Linked DNA regions of Mus musculus: region 1 is linked to region 2. Evidence: chromatin contacts called from public Hi-C data. All regions are on one chromosome and are shown on one strand. The core of a region is the stretch at or near the end of the contact, and the rest is flanking DNA. Distances in the headings are between cores, read along the strand shown.

Evidence for each region. A called contact is a pair of places that touch in the nucleus more often than the background predicts.
Region 1: a contact with region 2 is called in a Hi-C map of B cells, with 9 read pairs. The contact joins the promoter of Top1 here to the enhancer-like site in region 2. A contact is called at or near these places in 8 of 39 promoter capture datasets (the 3T3-L1 cell line, the C10 cell line, cranial neural crest and 5 more), 1 of 15 datasets of contacts at CTCF or cohesin (large pre-B cells), 1 of 484 Hi-C or Micro-C datasets (B cells), 8 of 115 datasets of contacts at active chromatin or transcription factors (embryonic forebrain, embryonic midbrain, embryonic stem cells and 3 more) and 1 of 9 other capture datasets (embryonic stem cells).

The regions. Positions count from the first base shown.
Region 1 is chr2:160,644,554-160,647,692 of GRCm38.p6, reverse strand. It overlaps Top1 (topoisomerase (DNA) I), which reads right to left and starts at 1,796. Exons shown (of 21, transcript NM_009408.2): 1 at 1,431-1,796; 2 at 1,061-1,085. The coding sequence starts at 1,463.
Region 2 is chr2:158,862,368-158,865,451 of GRCm38.p6, reverse strand. No RefSeq gene overlaps it. Among named protein-coding and RNA genes, the nearest start is that of Gm38630, 45 kb to the left of the region's middle. Within about 2 kb of position 1,446, at least 18 of the 459 cell types and tissues checked have an H3K27ac peak or open chromatin away from gene starts, as enhancers often do.

The DNA.
Region 1 (3,139 bases), core at 547-3,046, 1.8 Mb before region 2:
GGAGTCAGGGCTGGCCACTCTACTTCAATAAATAAAATCTTTTTTAAAACTCCCTATGACCCCAAAGAAAAGGCCAGCACACCATGTCTAAATGAGCAATTCAGCAACCTTTCGGAACAAGCACAATAAACTGTGTCTCAAAAATAACCCAAAAAACAAAAAACTCTACCTTGCCACAATAGGAAGTTCTGGTCACTAATACTTTTAATTTTTTTTAAAGAATATATGCTCAAGTCCAACACTCACACTAGATGACACACAGACAACCTGAAAACTTTTTTAAAGGGAGTTATCTTTGCAAACAGCACAACTTGGGAAAACAATCCCAAAATACAAAGAACTCCACAAAAGATGGCTTTAGTTTCAAGAACTGTAACTGCTATTATAAACATCTCACCATTTAAAAAATAAAAGGACTAAAAACAAAAAACAAAAGAAACAAAAAAAACCCATAAAACCCTTAGCTGCCTAAGGGAATCTTTCGTTCTGGAATCACAAAAATTAAAAAAGAAGAAGAAAGCAAGCAAACATGAAGCAGAAAGCAAGTAACTTCCAAAATAAAGTTCTATTAAGAAAAAATAAAAGATAATTCCGTCCCTAAGCCTTCCTTCTTTGGTGAGGTCTGTGATTTATATGGCTCTGCTCTGCAGAAAGCTCTTTCTGGACAGCTCAAGGAAGGAGCTGAGGGAGGGAGAGAAAGACACAGGCACAGAAAGGAGAGGAGAGAGAAAAAGAAAATGGCGCAGAGACTAAGTCCCGACCGTCGACAAGGCGACTTTCCCGGGAAGAATCCCGGCGGAGAAAGGCCGCCCGAGACCCAGCGACGGTCGACGCGGGGTCTCCGGTGCCCCCTCTGGAGAAGGCCGTGATCTGGGGGTGCTGAGACCCCGGGAAAGGGGGTCCAGAGGCGGCCCGATGGGAACAATGGGGCCGGTGAGCGAGGAGCCGGGACTTAGTCTCTGGGACGCCATGTCTGTCCTCTGCCCGGCTCCGGCCCGGCGCGGGGGAGGCAGGCAGCGGCGTGTGGGGACACTTGGGGCGGGGCGGGGGGCACACTCACCATTCAATCGGAAATCCGCTTCGATCTGAGGAAAGAAAAGGAGGGAAGATGAAACAACCGGCACATGAAGCCCCGGGGCGGCGGACGAGAGCGCGCGGCCGGGGGCCGGGGCTCGGGCCCACCCGGCGCCCCGGAACCCAGAGGCCCGCGAATGGCCTACCCGGGGCTGCCATCCCCCCACCAAACTCCAACTTGACGGCTCCGCCCGGGACCCGGCCATCCAAGCGACTCCAACCGGCCGCCCCTCATCGCAGACTCGGGCCTGTCAACCCGGCGCGGCCGGCTGGGGCTGGGACCGGGGCCCTGGCCGGGGCCGGAGCCGGCCCGGGCCCGAGCAGCTGGGGACGAGTCGGGGGCCGGCTGGTCGCACCTGGGAATCGTTGTGGAGATGGTCCCCGCTCATGTCGGCCGGCGTGCGAACGCTGCGGGCTCAGAGGCAGCGCGGGGGAAGAGAGGCGGACGGCAGGGACGGCCTGAACGGGCGGACGAAGCTCCTGAGAAGCACGAACAGACGGCGACAGCAGCCACCGGCCCGAGACTCCCGGGACAGTGGAGGAGGCAGCGGCGGTAGCGACGCGACTGACAGACTGCCGGGCGGGCGGACAGCGAGAACAGACCCCAGCAGTTGTGTAACAGCCTAAGTTCGCATTTCCCCTCACTGCGCCTGCGCGGCCGCTTTTAAATGGGACGTCGTCGTCGACGTCAGCGCTCGTGGAAAGAGGCTGAGGGTTGCGGCGGGTCTCTTAGAGGTCCGGGAGACAGAGCCGGTTTTGCCTCGCAAGTTCCGCCCCTTTATTAGCATACGGACTTAACTCCGCCCACTCTCTGCTTTCTGCCTTGCTACGGGACTGGCGTTCTCAGAGGCGGGACACCGGCTCTAGCAGCACGCAGGCGCAGCGTGGACACCGCCTCTGGACCTTGGACACCCGGGCGGCCACGTGGTAGGCCTTTAAAGGCCGCGGCGGGACCCAGCTAAGCTGGCCAGGGACCGTGTCTCCAGCTTCTGCATCTCTAGAGCCAGACAAGTTTGATCCGCACGTACCTTGGCTGCCCCGATCTTAGTTCACCAGCAGCCGTAAGGCATTTAGCTGGAGTCTCCTCACAGCCTTTGTCCAGACTTCTGGAATACTTCACATCCATTTATTTATTATTTATTCTTTTTTTTTGTAGGGGGGGGTGTTCGAGACAGGGTTTCTCTGTGTAGCCCTGACTGTCCTGGAACTCACTCAGTAGACCAGGCTGGCCTCGAACTCAGAAATCCTCCTGCCTCTGCCTCCCACGTGCTGGGATTGAAGGCGTGCGCCACCACCGCCCAGCACTTCACACCCATTTTTAAAAATTATTTTAATTTTTCAGTCAGGTTTAGCTCCAGTTTACAGTCATGTAGCCCTGTGTCACAAGTACCCTACTGCATTTGTTCTTTTTATAAACATTTATTAAGCGCCTACTGTGAGACAGGAATTAGTTTGATGTGAGAGGGCTAATATTCCAAATCAAAGGGAATTGGACCCCCAGGTAAATGGATCCTGGTTCTAACCAGGACTGTACCCTGAGAGAACTTTATTTAGGGAACACCATACTATAAGGTCTGCCCTGACTCCTCACAGTCCTGGGTGTGGACCATCGACCACTATCAAACTGTCTTGAGGGATTAATGACATTAGCAATTGGATTTGCAAGAACATCCCAGGCTGAATTCATCTCCAGTCTGGCTCAATCCCCCATATAAATAAATTCGGAAAATGTTCATAAACATTGAGTGATAAACACTTAGGGTTAATTCTTGTGAATATTTCAAAACTCAAGCCAGCTGGGCAGTGGTGGCATACGCCTTTAATCCCAACAGTTGAGAGGCAGAGGCAGGCGGATTTCTGAGTTCGAGGCCAGCCTGATCTACAGAGTGAGTTCCAGGACAACCAGGGCTACTTAGAGAAACTGTCCCGAAAAACCAAGCTTGAAGTGCTGCACGCCCCTTTCCGCATGCTGTACCCATGTGCCTCTCTCCTTTATAACAGTTATCACAGTTGTTAAGTTACCCATATGGGAGCTAGTGACTTCTTTTCTGTCTCCTTTATATAA
Region 2 (3,084 bases), core at 197-2,696:
GCTGCTGCGCAGGCCTACACATCAACGCAGAAAGCCTTAACCAGAGCTGCATCTGTCCTGAGTTGTCTGTGGACATTTTCTGCAACCCCAGATGCCAGCGTGTCGCTTTGACCTGGAAGAGCCTTCAGAGGTCATGGCTTATGCACAAAACGGTGCTTTCACATCAGCGTATGCTTGGCTTATGCAGACTGATATCCCCAGAATGAGACTAGGAATGACCCAGGAGGCTACACCTCAGCTCTGGGATGGTTAGCCAGGGATCACGCCACCCCCAGAACAGCAAAGTTCTCCAGGTTCCAGGCCTCTGGTTCCAGGCCCAGTGTCCTACACCAGCTTGATGCCCCTCTCGATTGTTGCCCTACAGTGCATCCCAAAACTTGGTAGGCACAAAACATTTTGTCATCGTCATAGATGGTCAGGAATTAGGCAGTGGCAATAGGATGGGTGTGCTCCTGCCTGCTGAGGGCCTATCGGGCTGGGTTTCAAAGGACTGGGTGGGACCCACTTCCACAGTGACATTCTAGCTCCTGGGCAGGAAAGCATGATTGGCACTGAGGTCTTCTGAGGCTGCTCTTGACAACATTCTAGTATTATACTACTGGCCTGGCACAGGGGTGCCTTGGCGTCCCAGCAATGACCTTCTGTCACATGACAGCATCACTTGACATCCCTCCATGAATCAAAACAGTTACAAGCCTGCAAGACCCAGAGAGGGGTGGCAGACCAACTCTGCCTCTTCATGGGAAGGCCATTGGGGAGTCTGCAGCTGTTCTGCAAAACACAGCATGCCCAGGCACCAGGGCAGTTCCTAAAATGTGTGCCCCGTTCCCTCCAAGCCCTGATACTCCCGCCTGGAGCTCAGAATTGGTCCCTCTGTGCCTGTGGAGGAAAAGGTGACTGAGAAGAATAGCCCTGGACCGGATGCAACAGTGGGTGGCTGTGAGGGGGTTGCTGTAGAAAGGGAGCTGGAAGACGCCTCAAATGACATGGTTTGGCTTACTGGGCCCCAGGTTCTCACATGTATGGGCACATGTGCATGTGTTGGACGGGCACGCATGAAGGTCAGAGGGCAAGCTCAAGTGTTTATCCTCAGAATGCTGTCTACCTCCTTAGAGTGTGTCTCTCATGAGCCTGGAGCTGAGTAAATAGTATAGACTGGATGGCCAGTGTGCCCTGGTATACGTACCACCACACCTAGCATACACACACACACACACACACACACACACACAGGTTCTGGGGGTGAACTCAGGCCCACATACTGACAACGCTCCTATTTCTAAATCTGAGTACTTACAAGCAAGGGAAGGGTGACAAGCATGAATGCAATAAAGAGGAAATAGTTCCTTAGCTGCCCCTGTCCCTCCGTATCTGCTAGACTGCCAGGAAAGGGACGAGTAGTGACTCCTATTGGCCAGCAGAGGGCAGCACAGTACCGCTCTGCAGCATCAGAAGTTGAGCTAGCAGATGGATGGATGGAGGCTGGGCTAGGATCAGAACCTCCACATCCCTGGTAAGGGTGGGCTGCTGCCTGATCCAGCATGTGACAGCCACGGAAGCAGGGGTTGTATTCCTCAGGCCTACTGCACAGGAACATTTTATCTGACTGCCGGGATGAGTGCGGTGTGTGTGTGTGTGTGTGTGTGTGTGTGTGTGTGTGTGTGTGTAACAGCACACAGTTATATCCCATACACAAGCACTTAGTATGCAAAGTATCCATGTGTCTGAACAGTTACAGTTTAAGGCTTGTTCCTGTGTGTCTGTGTGAGCATGTCCCGAAGCTATCACTTGCCCAGGGTGACCAGCAGCCCCACTTGGAAGTGTTCCCCACAAAAGATCTGGTGTCATCATCGCAGGGACCAGGGGGCCTCACTACGGCCCTTGGGAACCCCTCCCAGACATATCCCTCCCTCTGCTCAGCCCCAGTTATCTCTAGCTTCTACCCATCTGACCGGTCCATCATTGCACTTTGATCCTTTCCTGGATGTCTTATCTCCATTTTTTTTTTTTTTAAAGTCCTCCTTGAAGGAGACCTGGGGACCCAAAGATCCTGGCACCAGGTAGTCTGGCTTAGGTAATAGAGGAAGGAACCGAGGTAGCCTTCTAGGACACAGTTGGACTTAGAGGTAGTAGGGAGTCTTGCCTACTGAGCAAACTATGGGCCAGGGCTTTTGAAACTCCATGAAGCACAGGTGTAAACGGATGGAGGGGAAGTTAATACTGCCATCCTTGCTTGACAGACAGAAACCTGACCCAGAGAGAAACAGTGTGGAGCCAAGGTTTACAAAGTAACTGTCCGGCTGGGACTTAAACCTAGGACTTCTGAGCACTGCTATTCTCCTTGCTGGGATAAAATACTGAACAAAAGCAGCTTAGGAGACTTGACTCACAGCCCATGGGGTAAAGGCATGCCAGTGGAAGCAAGCTGCATCCTGTCAGGAAGTAGAGAGATGAACATTTGTGTGTAGCCTCTTTCTCCTTCTTATGCAGTCTGGAACTCGAGTCCACGGGATGGATGCTCCCACCGTCATTTAGGGTGGGCCTTTCTTCCTCAGGAAAAGCCTTCTGGAAATGCTCACACAGATATAGTAAGGCATGCCACACGATTCTCAGTCTTGTAAAACTAACCTTGAAGATAACCAACCCAGGCACGGGACACACAATACTCTATGATGAAATTCTGGGAAAATCTAATCCACAGGACCAAAAGCAGAACCACAGCACGGGAGCCAGGGCACCGTGTCAGGATGGCGGTGACTACCAAGATCACCAGGGAACGTTTTAGGTGCCTGATTCTTATGGCCAGTGGCAGTGCGCTGTCAAAACACCCAACCAAATGAGTGTTTCTTATATGTAACTCATCCTTTATTGAAAGTTAGGGCTTGGGGCCAGCAAATAAAGGGCTGGGTGTCCATGTGGGTTTAAGCATCAGTTCCATCTTGAAGCTACCATCTATTTTATTGCCTCCTGTTTGGAAACATAGAGAGAGAAACTGGGTCCATAGAAACCCCACAAGCTCCCATTAGTGCCAGTGGTCTGTTTATCTGTGAACAGGACAAAGGCTTTTCCGGGGAGTTCACTCCT